Linked DNA regions of Sus scrofa: region 2 is linked to region 1. A link is a contact called in public Hi-C data. All regions are on one chromosome and are shown on one strand. Each heading gives the region's core, a stretch centred on a gene start, on an enhancer-like site or on the middle of the called end of the contact. The rest is flanking DNA. Distances are from core to core; before and after follow the strand shown. Region 1 holds the start of ALX4 (homeobox protein aristaless-like 4). Region 2 overlaps EXT2 (exostosin-2).

Region 1 (7,653 bases), core at 2,133-4,632:
GGGTGGCTGTGTGTTCGTTGACAACTCCCGGTCCTTTTTCCCATTAGCCATATGAGATGAAACATTTCTGGACCCCAATGCAGATGCCGCTGCCTTATTAAGCAGAGCATGGCTGAGATGGATGACCCTTTTATGGACGCCTTAGAAACACTGCTGGAGATTCTTTAGTGCATGAATACAGTAGGGGGTCTCTGTGGGGTCTGCTAAGTAACAGCGCTCTTTGCCTTGGTGCTGAAAGGACCCTCAGCTGAGCTGTGTGGCTTAAAAAACAAAACAAAACAACACTCCTCTTTGCTCTCAAGCTGTTGATTCTGCAGCCCACTGAAGGGGGAAGAACTGCCAACATCTGATTTGCTCTTTGTAACATGCTCTGGGTTGGAAAAGCAGGCTGGACATGACATTTCTTTTGTGTTATGCTGAAGCTTGACAGCCTGGATCTTGTCACCTGTGTTTTGGGTCCTTGGAGGGCTTTGCTTCCTTTCTGGTGCTTTCTTTGCTGTGATTTCATGGAAGGAGGGGAGCCACACCTCTCTGGACAGAGGTCAGCTGGTCCACATACATACATTCATTTTTTGCCTTTGTTGTTCTGTTTGGCCTTCTCTAACTGGTAGGAATACAGTGATGGAAATCAGATAGTACCTCCCCTCAAGGCACTCACATTCTAGTGAAATGAGACAGATAAAACAATTTTTTTTTTTTTTTGGTCTTTTTAGGGCCGTACCCACAGCACATGGAAGTTTCCAGGCCAGAGGTCAAATCAGAGATGCAGCTGTCGGCCAAGGCCACAGCCACAGCAACGCTGGATCTGAGCTGTGTCTGCGACCTACACCACAGCTCACGGCAACATGGGATCCTTAACCCACTGAGCGAGGCCAGGGATCAAACCCGAGTCCTCATGGATACTCGTCGGGTTTGTTACCACTGAGCCACAGAAGTAACTCCCCAGGTAAAATAATTTAAGCCAGTCATAAATTCTACAAAGAAGATAAAATAGGATAATGTGGTAGAAGGTGACCTAGTTGGCCAGTGTTGTGTTGTGTTAGTTTGGGCTGAGTTGGGTTGGGTTGGGTTGAATTCTATTGGATCCTATGGTGCTGGGTTGGGTTGGGTTGAGCTGTGTTGGGGTTTGTTGTGTTGGGCTTTGGGGGTTCTGTTATTGGGTTGAGCTGCATTGGGTTGGGATCTGTGGGCTCTGTAATTGGGTTGAGCTGTGTTGCGTTGTGCTGTGTTGAACTGTGTTGGTCTGGGTTATGTTGCACTGTGTCTGTTGCATTGTGTTGAGCTGTGTTGGGCTCTGCTGGGTGAGTGTTTTGGTGGTTGGATGATGGTAGGGGCTACTGCTTTAGGCATGGTGGTTAGAAGGACTTCCTAGAGGAGGCATATTGAGTTGGAACCTGAAAGATGGAGGCGGAGCCAGCCATCCTGAGCAAAAAAACCACTGGATTTTCTCCACGTCTGCCTGCTGGGCCACTATGGATGTCTTAAGTTTGTCAAACTGTTTCCTTTGTAAGAGATAAGCCCCCCAGTCATCACCTGCTTCATGAAAGGGCCTGGACTCACACCCCAGAGAGCTCAGAAGTCCTGCTGGCAGGCTTCCTGCCCCTCCCCTGGGAGCCCTTCCCTGGCTCCAAAAGAGCAAGAAGCCAGATAGTCAAGTGAATACAAGCAGGCTGGGCTCTGGTTGGCGCAGGGACACGAGAGATGGGCCCCTTGGACGTTGGTGCCGGAAGCCCCCGTGCACCTGGGGACAGTCAGGGGGTCCCCGCTCCAGCCGCCAGGCCAAGGGCAGGCCCTGCTCTCCCACGCCCACCCCAGGCGCCCTCTCTGACCTGCACGCGGGCCTCGGTGAGGTCCGTCCTCATGGCCAGCTGCTCCCGCGCGTACACGTCGGGGTAGTGGGTCTTCTGGAAGACCTTCTCCAGCTCCTCCAGCTGGTAGCTGGTGAAGGTGGTTCGGTTCCGCCGCTTCTTGCCCTTGTTGCTCTCGGAGTCGGCCTTCTCCAGTGGGCTGGGGAGGTCGGCGCTGGCGCGGTCCTGGGGCCCCTTCACCCCAGCTTCCTTCACACTGAGGTAGCTGCTGTCCATCCCCACGGTGTCAGAGTCGGGCGGCAACTCCGGCTCCCCCAGGGAGCTCTCCTTGGCTGCGGGGGGAGGAAACAAGGTCAAACACCGAAGACTGAACCCAGCACGAGAGGAGGAAGGGTCAGGGAGCCACCTGCTGCCTCCCCCTCTTGGGGATGTACTGGACGTGAGGTCAGGAGGCCCGGGTTCTAACCCTGGCTTGCCATGAACAGGCTGTGTGACCATGGATGAGTCCCTTTCCCTCTCTGAGCCTCTGCCATCCATCAATCATCTCAGAATGAGGACGATCCCGTTGTGGCTCCATGGTAACGAGCCCAACTGGTATCCCTGAGGATTCGGGTTCGATCCCTGGCCTCACTCAGTGGGTTAAGGATCTGCCTTGCCGTGAGCTGTGGTGTAGGTCACAGACGCGGCTCGGATCCTGCGTTGCTGTGGCCGTGGCATAGGCTGGCAGCTGCAGCTCTGCTTTGAGCCCTAGCCTGGAAGCTTCCACATGCTTCAGGTGTGGCCCTAAAAAGCAAAAAAAGAAAAAAAAAATCTCCGATCAGGCCTTCTTCAGCTCCAATGTTCTGTGACTCTGGGTCAGCCAATTCGACCTCTGCTCCATTTAATCTCCACCCCACTGGCCCTGGGCTTCTCCCTGCAGAAGGCCTCCCTTTGCTAGAACTTCTCCTCAGGCACTGAGGATGCTGTCTCAGGGCTTCAGGCTCCCAGAGTGGAGCTTTGGCCCCACAGGGTTTGGGGTGAAGAGAGGAGGCCCCTCCTTTCCCGGTCTGGTCCTATGTGGGGTTCAGGGGGGACGATGGAGACTGCCTGAGAATCCAGTGCTGAGGGGGCCCATCCCCTAGCCCTCTGCACCGGTCTCACCTAAGGGTCCGACAGCGTCCTGCCCCTCCAGGTGGGGGCTGCGTGTACTCAGGACGGTGGGCGCCTCCCCCTCCATGCCCAGGACGGTGACAGGGGCCCCAGCAGATTTATATAAAGCTCACGGCCGGGCCCACAGCCATTGCTGTCTAAAAGAACGGGGCTCTGCTGGCTGATGCCCAGACGTTCAGAGCTGGAAGGGCCAATCCACCCATGCAGGTTGAGGGTGGGGAGGCGGCGGCCAGGGTGGGAGGCTGGGACGAGGAGTAGCTTGTTCGTGTCCAAACCACACACTTAGCACCCTGAGCAGACACACTCACTCCAGGGCAGAGGTTAGAGCACAGGCTCTGGGACTGGTACCAGGGTGTGAATGTCACGTGCGTGACTCCCCAGCTGTGTGTTTTGCACGGTTCACTTAACCTCTGTGCCTCAGTTTCCCTCCCTATAAAATGGGGAGGAAGACGTCTCTAGGATCTTGTGGGATTAAAAAGGCTGACATGTGGGCCGCACAGGCTTCTGTCCATACAGCTAGGAACTCCCACTTTTGGTCTGGACTTGTGAGCAGCAGAAGATTCCGACCCTGGAGAAGCCCTCCACATGGGCAGGCCCTCCCCGGGGCACCCAAGAGCAGGAGTGAGCGCGGGTGTGGTGGGAGGGGTGTTGGGCTGGTGTCTGGAGACAGGGGTGTGGGTCCCTCTCTGAGCCAAATTCCATTGACTGTGACGCTTGTAGAGCGAAATAACACCCGTGTTAATAAGACGTGTGCGGAGCAGGTGACAAGACCTTTCACTCGTGAAAGCTCTGACCATGACAACCATTTGTGGCTGGTGTGAGCACCAACCCCTCTGACCCTCGGTCTCTTCTTCTGGGAAAAGAGATCTGAGCAGTGGACATTAAGTGTCAAGACCATGCCTCTAGCCCAGGCCTCCTGACGCTGCCTGGGTTCTGGGGCTGGAGCTTCAGGTTCACTCTCATCCCTGGCTTTCTGTGTAGACTGGGGACTCTCTTTGTGCTGGGGAAGCCGACAAGGCCATTTTGCCTCTGTCCTCCTCACCTCCCACCAAGGCACTGCAGAAAAGCGGGCAGAGGTGAATGCCCAGAGTGGGCCTGGAAGCGGCTTTGGGCGGCCATCCCCGGGGGCCACCGGCAGCGTCGATGCCAGCGGGGTGGGGGGCCAGCCCTCAGGCATCATGTATGACAGCCATGTGAGCCCAGGCGCACGCAGACTACCACGGCTTCGGTGACAGCATTCTGCAAACTGCAGCTGGCAGCCGAGCCAAGAGCTTTCAGCAAAGATATTTATCTTCCTGGCAGACAAATAAGTTTTATGTTTTGAGTTTTTTTTTTTTTTTTTTTTTTTTTTTTTAAGAGAAGAAATCCCACCCAGCCTCACCAAAAATAAACATCTCTGTTATGCAACTTCCTGGAGGCCAGACGAGGGGGGCAGCCCCTGCCCCTTCTGCCCAAGCAGTGCCCCCCAAGCCCCATGCCATGACCTCACGGAACCTCACAGTATCCTCTGGCATTCAGCCTGGGATCAGGACTACCCCACACAGCAACAGGGGCTGTGCCGTGCAGAGGAAACGCTGTGTTATAAGAAGCAAAGGTCAGAGTTCCTGTTGTGGTGCAGCGGAAATGAATCTGACTAGTATCCATGAGGATGCAGGTTCGATCCCTGGCCTCGATCAGGGGGTTAAGGATCCGGTGTTGCCATAAGCTGTGGTGTAGGTCGCAGACACGGCTTGGAGCCCGTGTAGCTGTGACTGTGGTGTAGGCCAGTGGCTACAACTCCGGTTGGACCCCTAGCCTGGGAACCTCCATATGCCACAGGTGAGGCCCTAAAAAGAAAAAAAAAAAAAAAAAAGTGAGAGTTGGTAGGGACCAAACGCCTCATGTTAATTCCAGGGACACTGAGGACTTAGAATGCCGGAAATGTGCCCTAATTAGTCCTTGGTCGGTCCTCTACTCCGAGGATCCTGGGGGCAGAGGACCAGGCTGCAAGGAGGAAGCCCCTCAACCCTGAGCTGGTTCTAGGCTCAGCCCAGGAGAGGCGGCAGAATGCCCAGCTTTCCAAGCAGGAAGTAAGCCTCCATTCCCCCCCTCCAATCGCCCCCCAACGAGACAGAACGAAGGGGCAGGCGTGGGATGACAGCATATCGTGTGCAAAGATCACAAGACCAAGGGTTGCGAGATCTGGTCCCAGCTCTCCCACAGTCTGCCTGTGACTTGGGACGATGCCTTTTAAGTCTCAGAGCCTCATCGGCAAATGGGAGCAGGCACGCCCCGTCTGGAGCCCACCCCGTCTGGAGTGGGAGCGCAAGCGGGGACCATGTTACAGTTTCGGCCTCCTGCCTTAAGCACCAGTGGGACCTTCCCCTTAGGCTCTGGAGTTGGGGCGGGGGCGGGGCGCATGTCCGTACAGGCAAACACCTGCTAACTGGAAAGGCTTAGAGATGGAAGGGAGTCTGGCAAACCGAGGTTCTCTGGTTCCCAGAGAGGGAATTACCCTTCTAAATCTCAGTGTTGATTACTGGTCATCTGGCTTTACATTCCGAGGCTGGGCCCCTCACTGAGACAGCAAAGGAAAATTTCCCCAGGGTTCTGTGACTTAGCCAGCTGCCCAGAATGACAAGCCAAGGAGGGCCCTCTCAGGTAATGAGTCCCAACATCCCAGCCTCGGGGGCATTTATCTCCACCTGCTGTCACCCTACAGCATCTCCACCAAGTGCTGTCATCCAGGCTTTGGTGACAGAGAGCTCCCAGCCGGCAGACCAGCTGGACTGTTGGCCCTCAGGCCCCGTCCGTGTCTGTCTCCTGTTGTTGTGGCTCATTGGTCCTGGTTCTAAACCTCCAGGGGCCTCCCCCAGACACCACTGTGGACACGTACGTGGAGGCAGCCGCCACACCTTGAGCCTTCCATCCTCCTGAATCAATAGCTGCAGTGCTCGCGGCTGTTCCGCAGGTGACGCCGAGTTTAACCAGCCTGTTGGAGACAGGTGGGCGCCAGGGATGGGATGGGTGACGGTGCTGGGCTCCAGGCAGAGCCCGCAGATCGCTCGCCATCTGGGTGATCCAGAGGCGCTGAGGGAAGACGCAGCACGGCAGTTCGAGTCCCGGGGCCCATCAGGATCCGGCTCGCTCTGTAATGCCCTCCTCAAGACAGCCGCGGAAAACAGAGTCTGAGACTCAGGCTGAATTACTCCTGACCAAGCGCAACCACTCACCTCCTTGGTTTCTGTCTGACCACCTGCCTGGAATGTCCCTTTTTCCAGCTGGACCTCCAAGGCCCTGTCAGTGCCAGCTCCTCCAGGAAGCCCTCCCAGCCCAGGACAGTCTTACAGATTGTCCTCCATCTAATTACCACCAGTGTTTCCTGACTCATGTATAATCACACCCTGAATGTCCAGTTCCTCCTAGAGAATCAGGTTGGGACATCACGTCCTTTGTCCCTTTGTAGCCCCGGGCTTAACCCAGGATGAGGCAGGCTGCCGACAGGCAGGCATAAGTCCCTGAGGAATAAAGGAAAAATTTCTAACAAACATCCTGAGCTCTGACCCTGCCCAGCTCTCTTTGTGCACCTACTGTGTGCCAGGAGCAACAGTCTACATACAGAGATGTTTGTTGAATGAATGCAGTGAGGAGAAAGGTGGCTCAGATACATGAACAAGAGGCCTGCAGGGACCAGTGCCTCCATTCAAGGCTGACAGCTGAGATGAAAGGAGATGAGATGGGGCAAGAAGAAGGGAGAGGAGAAAGAGCAGGCAGCCACCGAAGGATGTCCCCACACAGCGAGCAAGAGGGAAACAGGGGAGTTCCCGTCGTGGCTCAGCAGTAGTGAGCTTGGGGGGAGTGTCCATGAGGATGTGGGTTTGATCCCTGGCCTTGCTCAGTGGGTTAAGGATCCAGTGCTGTCGTGAGCTGTGGTGTAGGTCGCAGATGCGGCTCAGATCTGGCATTGCTGTGGCTGTGGCGTAGGCCTGCAGCTGCAGCTCCAATTCACCCCCTAGCCTGAGAACCTCCATATGCTGCAGGTGCAGCCCTAAAACAAACAAACAAATAACAACGACAACAACAAAAACAATGAGGGAAATGGGGCGGGTCGGAGGCAGGAGGAGGAGCACAGAGATGGGCTTCAGAGAGCGGGCTCTGGAAGTGAAGGGTCCGGGAAACCCAGCCCAGCATCTGTAGGAACCAGCTCCGCACCCACCACGCTGCAGTGTGGGGGGAGGCAAAAGGCCCCTGGAAGCTCCCAGCTTGCCCTCCCACTGGGCTCGTCTTCTGGAGGCCCAAAGGCATCCAGCGAAGGCACAAAGCTGAGTGGAGACAGAGCCTCCTCGGGTACAGGCCACCTGCCTGGCCAGCTGGCTCCCCCACCATCCTCCCTGGGGCAGCCCCCCACGTGGCCTCTGGCCAGTGCTATGCTGATGCCCTGTCCCAGAGCGGGGAGGGATCCCTGGGCAGGATTTGTCCCAGGCTGTGGGGCCCACGACAATGCCATCACAAACTGCAACTTCCCATGGAATGTCTGGATCTGGAAATAAGTCCCAGTCTGCCCAGAAGAATCAAGAAATGTGCATAAAACATCAAGAGTCTTCAGCACCTGCCCCACAGGAGGGACACACGCGGTGGTGGCCACGATGGTGCTGCACACCCTTCAAACAACCCCAGGCAAAGACTCCCATGGACCACTTCTGATGAAGTGGGAAGC
Region 2 (7,653 bases), core at 1,351-3,850, 130 kb before region 1:
AGGATTGATGATTTTCATGGCGGTAACAATGAAAAACACTGGTTTGTTTCATTACTCACATGGCTCCTATGGGGAGAGTAATTAGGTATGAAAACCAAACGAGCAATTAAACAAAATAAAATGCCTCAAACTCCAAAGCAACAAAACTACTTCTTTTGTACATTTCAGATAAATTGATATCCTCTAATTAAGATGTTTACTGAACTGGACATTCTTATTGATGGTACGATTTTAATAAAGTTACTGAAAATATGTACAAATAAGTATATTGGAAGTTCTCAAGTGAATATACAATTGTGAACAGTCTTCATGACACAGTCTTTTCAAGGGGTGTAGACATAGGGAGTGGTCAGTTTCCTCTTTGAACATTGGTCAGAGTTAACCATGGGTTAATCCTTTGTAATGAGTCCCCAGTATGGGGTGTTACTTCAGGAAATGGCCTTGCTAATGAAAGTGTTAAATATTAATTTGCAGGCTATATAAGGACTGTCTGACTCTTTGGGGCTGGTTTCCTACAGGGTGGGACTATTTGTGAAGCATTTTTGAGAAATAACTGCTCATTACAGGAAACAAAGTGCAGGTTTTGTGAATTCATTGTATGCCTACTTAGAAAAATATCTGGGTTTGTTTACTAGTAAATTATCAACTGTTGATACGTTTGGTAGAATTCATTATTGTCAAGTCATCAGTAAAGGTCAAACCAATTCATTAGATTTCTGTCTATATTTTTAAATCAGTATAGATTATTTCATATTTTTACATGTTTTTCTGACACAGCATTAAAGAGATTGAGAGAATTTGGAGCTGCCTGAGTATTTTCAGCTTTATAATAACACAGTTAATCTTATAATTCTAAGCTGCTCTTCTTGGGAATGCAAGACAGCAATCATGTATATTTGTTTCACCGAAAGATTTTTCACTTGAAGACCTTTTAATAAACTGAATGAGACCAGGATTGGTACAGAAGTGACTCCTGTAAACTGTTTCTGGCAATACGGTTCTCTCTCTCCTTGTATCTTCAAGGCTAATTGGTTGTATTTAAATGTGTACTTATCTCCCATTTTGAAAAGACTTTAATAGGAGGTGAGCAGTTCACTTGCTGTCTTTCAGAGTCTAGTACTTTGTATTGAAAGGAGCAAGTGGTTTGCCCTCAAGTATTTGAAGTCTTAACTTCGAGGTGAATTAGGCTAGGTCTTGAGGTCTTATATATGTATTATTTGTATTTCATTTGAAACTGCAGACTGAGGGCTGAGTTCTTTCAATGCTCTCCCATCCAGATTCTCCAGTGCTCTTTGGGTGAGGGGTGGGACATGGATTTCTCTTGCCAGTCTTTGCCATGATGCACCTCAGTTTTTCTCTATGTGATCCTTCACTTAAGAAAGGGTGGGGGTGGGGGGGGGGAGTTCCCGTCGTGGTGCAGTGGTTAACGAATCCGACTAGGAACCATGAGGTTGCGAGTTCGGTCCCTGCCCTTGCTCAGTGGGTTAACGATCCGGCGTTGCCGTGAGCTGTGGTGTAGGTTGCAGACGCGGCTCAGATCCCGTGTTGCTGTGGCTCTGGCGTCGGCCAGCGGCTACAGCTCCGATTAGACCCCTAGCCTGGGAACCTCCATATGCCGTGGAAGCGGCCCAAAGAAATAGCAAAAAGACAAAAAAAAAAAAAAAAAAGAAAGGGCAGGGGGAAGAACAGAGAACCACTGGCAAAGCAAGCGTAGGTATTTTTAACTTCTCCCTTGGTTCAGAGTCCCAGTTTGGGAAACATACATTGGGTTTCCACTCAGGATCAACAAGAGAGATAGTCTTTTTTTTTTCCCCCCTTTCTTTTTCTTTTTAGAGCTGCACCTGCAGCATAGGGAAGTTCCTGGAGCTAGGGGTCCAACTGGATCGGCAGCAGCCGGCCTATGCCACAGCCAGGGCAACCCTGGATCCGAGCTGCATCTGCAACCTATACTGCAGCTTGCAGCAATGCTGGATCCTTAACCCACTGAGTGAGGCCAGGGATCGAACCTGCATCCTTGTGGATACTAGTTGGGTTCTTAACCCACTGAGCCACCACAGGAACTCTAAGAGCTTGTCTTAATAACACGTAATCAGAGGAAGGAACTTCTCAGCCACAAGCAGTTGATAGAGAGCTCTGGTCAGCTGGACCCGTAATAAGCAGCCAAGGACCCACGCAGTTGTCAGCTTCTCTCTCTCTGGGACTGTGTGGGGACAGTGGAAAGGGCTCCCATGCGACCTGACTGCTGAGTTAGTATCCACAGCCAGAATAAAAAGAACCTGCCAAAGAGCAGCTCCTTGGCCTTCTCTGGCCTTGTTGCTCCTGGGGAAGCGGAGTGGAGGGGGATCATGGCCCTGCTTGGCATGACGTGGGGTGGACCAAGCCTTCACGTCGGTCCTTAGTCCCTTCACGTACTCTGTTTGTGTGTGTGTCTTAATTAAAAAGGGCAGGCCTTTCAAGTTTGCCTGCTGGAGCGAGACTGGTTTGGTATTTGCCTTCTCTAACCAAACAAACCTCCGCTTGCTTTCTCCTGGCTTTAGCATAGCAAACATGGAGAAGCTCACCCCGGGGAAGATTCCTTTACAACTGGTTGACCCAAGCCGTGCTCTTATTTATTTGTTTTTGGTGACAGCCCCTGACTAAAGGTTTCTAATCCACCTCTCAGCTATTCTGTGGATCCAACCCGGAGAGAGCTGGTCAGCTGCCGATGACTAAAGAAGCTCCCCCGTCTGATCAGGCAAACAGTGGGATTCAGAGCTGTGGGTAAAACAGGGCACAGCAGAAATGAATCTCCAGTCTCTTTGCTGAGAAGGTTTGACCAAATACAGTTTCATTGGTCAGCGGCCCCTGCTTTAGTAACCTTTCACCCCGTGGCTCTTGGAGGTGCAAGCCGCGGGCCGGCCTTGCCTTTGAACTCCTCACGGCTCCTGCCGCCTCAAAGGCTCCCAGTTGGAGGCTTGTGTTTTGCTTGGGGTCTCTCCTCACAGCAGGGGGCCAGCAGTTGGGAAAACTGATCCACCCTTAGAACCTTGACATATTTGAAGGTGATACCCCTGAGACCTGAAACCTGTGGCTTTCTATTTCAGGAGCTGCCTGTCACATGTCAAGAAACACGACTCAGGCTACCCCCTCGTCCTCCTCCATCCCTCCTTACTTCCCACAGGACAGGAGCGCATAACATTTGTGCATTCCCTGCAGGTATTTGCAGTCCTCCCCTACCTGCAGGTTTTTACAAAACCCTTTTTCTTCTGACTTCTTTTGAAAGACACACACACACACACACACACACACACACACACACACACAGCTGAGACATGCAAATCAAGCCATCTTTGGTGCCACGGAGCCTAACCAATGGTGACGATGGTGTAGTGAAAGTACCATGGGGCTTGCATTGTCAGTCCTGCTGCCTCTGGATCAGATGAGCCCAGCTGCACCTTTCGCTGTCCTCCAGATCCTTTCTAGGTCTTGCAAGAAGAGATGGAAATAGCACGGGTTGCTCTCCCACATCTGCTTGGCTTCTAGCCTAAGGAACAAGAGTGAAAGCTTTAGTGTTGAGAGGCAAATCCAGGGACCCATGGATATTAGATGACTTCAGTATAGCTTCTTTGGCAAGAAATCAAACCTCTCATTCTAAGAATATTGAGTAGAAAATGCCTTCTGCTTAAGATGTGTTTGGCTTAGAAAAGGAGCCAGTGATCTCTATTGAGTTGCTCTGCTTTTTTACAATTCAAATAGCATATTACTGAGACTCCTTAGTGCAAAGGACACTTTGGCAGGGTCTCTTCCTGCCTCAGAGCAAAGGTTGAGTTTTTAGCAGGTACCCAGGCATCAGAAGAGACAGGCCTGGTTTTACTGGGTCTTGCTCTGTGGTCCTGAGCTTACACTTTCCATTTGACATTTATGTTGATGCCCGGCTCTCTTACTGTAGTAGGAACTGCCTTAGGATGAAGGAATTGTTGTTCTCATTTTTATAAAGGGGGAAGGTGAAACTTAGAGGCTAATAGATGGCCTGTAGTGACAAAGCTTTAGTGTCAGCCTTGGGCCTGGGGAAAATTTGTGGCGTATGATTAAAAGGTTCACTTTTCTCACCTTTTCTCCAGGGGCATTTGCCCTTTACAGTGAGATAAGCATGTCTTTTGGGACATGCCTATATTGGTGATGGTTTATAGGTTGCTTCTCTTTGCCTCTGTTTTTCTGTTTTCCAACTGAAGACAGGGCCCATTTCGGATGTTCGCATTTGATAACCATAGTTGCTAATATACAAGGGAATTTTATTTTTCTTTTCACTACCTGGATGCCAGCTGGGTAGAGACTCTTTTAAACGAGATGAAACAACAACAAGCTTTCTGTGGGTTCTGAATTCTAATATATTTTCAGAAGGCAGGGAATATGGGATAAAGTAAAAATACACTTGAGATTAAATCTTAGGAGAGGTTAATTCCCAGCAAGTGTTATTGGGTTCTATATGAGATCCTGGGAGAAGAGCAGAAATCTGCTCATTAGGTGCGAGACATCAGAGCTTGCACTAGGCCACAGCTGCATTTATAATTGTAAACGGTGCTTGGCTGTTCCCCTGCAGTGGCACAACTGAAAATAAGAGACCCTACTGGTGAATAAGCCAAGTCTCATCCTGCTTTGTTGCTGCTGGTGGGAAAAACAAGACATTGAGGATGACCATCTGTGGCTTTAGTCTGTTCCTTTTTCCCAGGATGCTTGGGCCTTACTCTAGAAGAACTGCAGGATAGCGTGTGAAGGAGCTGTGAGAACCCACAGAAACCCACTAGACCCCCTAGGTCTGTAGTACTGATGGGCTAGTGTTTTGAATCCTCGCCCTTGAGTGGGGCCTAGTAAATTTGGCTTTGTGTTTTGGGCCATCACAGAGTTTTCAGTCTAACTGGGAAGATAAGTCTCTCCCTACCCCCCCATAAGATAACAACAGGACAGAGACTAGATGCTGACTCTTGTGTAAAAACTATCAGATGAATTAGGAAAGAAGGGCCGCAGTATAGTTGCAAGGAGGAGATGGATCTCAAAGTGCAGGTAGAATTTTTTAAATTACTAAATGTTATTTCTCAGAGCAGTTTTAGGTCCATAGCAAAATTGAGCAGAATGTAGGGAGAGTTCCCATATACTCCCTGTCCCACAGATGCACAACCCCGCTAACAGGGCACCCCCACATCCTTTTCTCTCAGAGGCCCTAGTGGACATTAGGGTTTGCTCTTGGTGGTTTACATTCTGTGGGGTTTAGCAAATGCATAATGACATGTTTCCTCCATGTCACTATTTTTAACTCAATTCCATTGTGGTCAGAGAGCAGACATCGTATGAGTTCTATTCTTTCATGTTTGTTCAAGTATGTTTTATGGCCCTGAATGTGGTCTGTCTTGGTGAATGTTACATCTGAGCTTGAGAAGAAAGTATAATCTGCTATTGTGGGATGTAATAGTCTATAGATGTCAGTTCACGGTGCTGATTTTCCACCTGCCGGATCTTGTCCACTTCCGATACAGAGTGCTGAAGTCTCCAGCTCTGACAGTGGATTCATCTATTTGGCCTTGAAGTCCTATCAATTTTTGCCTCATGTATTTTGATGCTGTTTTGTTGGTTGCATACACATTGGGGATTGTTATGTCTTCCTGGAGTATTGACCTCTTTATTGTTATAAAATGCCACTCTTTATTCCTGGTCATTTTCCTTGTTCTGAAGTCTGCTCCATCTGAAATTAATATAGCCAGTCTCACTGACTTTTTATCTTTCTCCATCCCTTTACTTTTCATTTATATGTGTCTTTATATGTTTGTCTCTAATGGGTTTCTCATAAACAGCATACAGTGGGGCTTTTGATCTACTCTGACAAGCTTTTAATTGCTGTACTTAGACCATTAACATTTAAAGTGATTATTGATACAGTTGGATTAACATTGGACTGTTTTCTATTTGTTGGCTTTGTTCTTTGTTTGTGTTTTTGTCTTCCACACATTTTATGTCTTTCGTGGTTTTAATTGAGTATTTTATATGATTCCATTTTTCTTAGCATACCAGTTACACCTTTTTAAAAAAACCACTTTTTTAGTGGTGGCCCCAGAGTTTGCACTACACGTTTACATCAAATCCAAATCCATTTTTAAATATCCCTGCTTCAAGGATAGTGGAAGTACCTTCCTTATATTAATGAAGTCATCCTAATTCTTCCTGTTGTCCCTTGTATCATTGCTTTCATTTGTTTCACCTGTGCATATGTATACATAATCAAAGAAATCTGTTGCCGTTATTATTTTGAATAAATTGTTATCTGTTATATCAATTAAGAATAAGAAAAGTGAAAGTTTTTATTTTACCTTCACTTACTCCTTCTCTGATGCACTTCCTTTCTTTATGTAGGTATGTTTCTGACCTACATCATTTTCCTTCTCTGTGAAGAATTTCTTTTAACATTTCTTGCAAGATAGGACTACTGGTGACAAATCTTCTGAATTTTTGTTTGAGAAATTATTTGTTTCTTCTTCACTTTTGAAGGATAATTTTCCAGGGTATAAAATTCCGTGTTGGTGGATTTTTTCTCTGAACACTTTGTGTCCCTCCACTCTCTTCTTGCATGTGTGGTTTCTGAGGAGGCAGATGTAACTATTACCTGTGCTTCTATAGGCAAGGTGTTTTTTCCCCCTCAGGCTTCTTTCAGCATCTTTAGAATATTTGATTTTCTGAAGTTTCAATATGATAAGCAGAAGTACAGTGTTTTTGGTATTTATCCTACTTGGTGTTCGCTGAGCTTCCTGGGTCTGTGGCTTGGTGTCTGACATTAATTTGAGGAAATTCTCAGTCCTTATTGCTTCAAATATTGCTTCTCTTCCTTTCTCTTTTTCTTCTTCTGGTGTTTGTATTATGTGTGTGTAACACCTTTATAGTTGTCCTACAGTCCTTAGATATTTTGTTCTCGCTCTCTCTTTTTTTTTCCCTATCTTTTTTCTCTTTGCTTTTCAGTTTTGGAACTTTCTATCATTGTATTGTCAAGCTCAGAGATTCTTTCCTCAGCCATGTCCAGTCTACTAATGAACCCATCACGGGCATGCTTCATTTCTGTTACAGTGCTTTTGATCTACAGTATTTCTTTTTGATTCTTTGTTAGAATTTCTCTCTGCTCATGTTATTCACCTGTTTTTGAATGTTGTCTGCTTTTTCCATTGGAACTCTAGCCTATCAGTCATAGTTTTTGTTTTTGTTCTTTTGCTTTTTAGGGCCATACCTGCAGCATATGGAAGTCCCCAGGCTAGGGGTGGAATTGGAGCTATAGCTGCTGGCCTACACCACAGCCACAGCAACACAAGATCCAAGCCGTGTCTGAGACCTACACCACAGCTCATGGCAATGCTGGATCCTAAACCCACTGAGCAAAGCCAGGGATCAAACCTGTATCCTCGTGGATCCTAATTGGGTTTGTTAACCACTGGGCTGTGAAGGGAACTCCTCAATCATAGTTTTAAATTTCTGGTCTGATAATTCCAACATCCCTGCCATTTCTGAGTCTGATGCCTATTCTCTCTTCAAACTGTATTGTGCCTCACATATTCCTTTTTTTTGTTGTTGAATTCTGGTCATAGTATACTAGGTGAAAGATCTCTGGTAAGTAGGCTTTTGGTGGTGTGGTGGTGAGGT

What was found. A called contact is a pair of places that touch in the nucleus more often than the background predicts.
Region 2: a contact with region 1 is called in a Hi-C map of liver, with 1.6 times the contacts expected there. The contact joins the enhancer-like site here to the promoter of ALX4 in region 1. A contact is called at or near these places in 11 of 47 Hi-C or Micro-C datasets (brain, embryonic fibroblasts, epiblast stem cells and 5 more) and 1 of 2 datasets of contacts at active chromatin or transcription factors (skeletal muscle).

Annotation. Positions count from the first base shown.
Region 1 is chr2:18,066,455-18,074,107 of Sscrofa11.1, reverse strand. It overlaps ALX4 (homeobox protein aristaless-like 4), which reads right to left and starts at 3,382. Exons shown (of 4, transcript XM_021083157.1): 1 at 2,949-3,382; 2 at 1,830-2,140. The coding sequence starts at 3,024.
Region 2 is chr2:18,192,173-18,199,825 of Sscrofa11.1, reverse strand. All of the region lies in intron 9 of EXT2 (exostosin-2), which reads left to right. Among named protein-coding and RNA genes, the nearest start is that of EXT2, 43 kb to the left of the region's middle. Within about 2 kb of position 2,600, at least 6 of the 83 cell types and tissues checked have an H3K27ac peak or open chromatin away from gene starts, as enhancers often do. A contact at or near this core is called in fetal liver and liver, where this site is marked.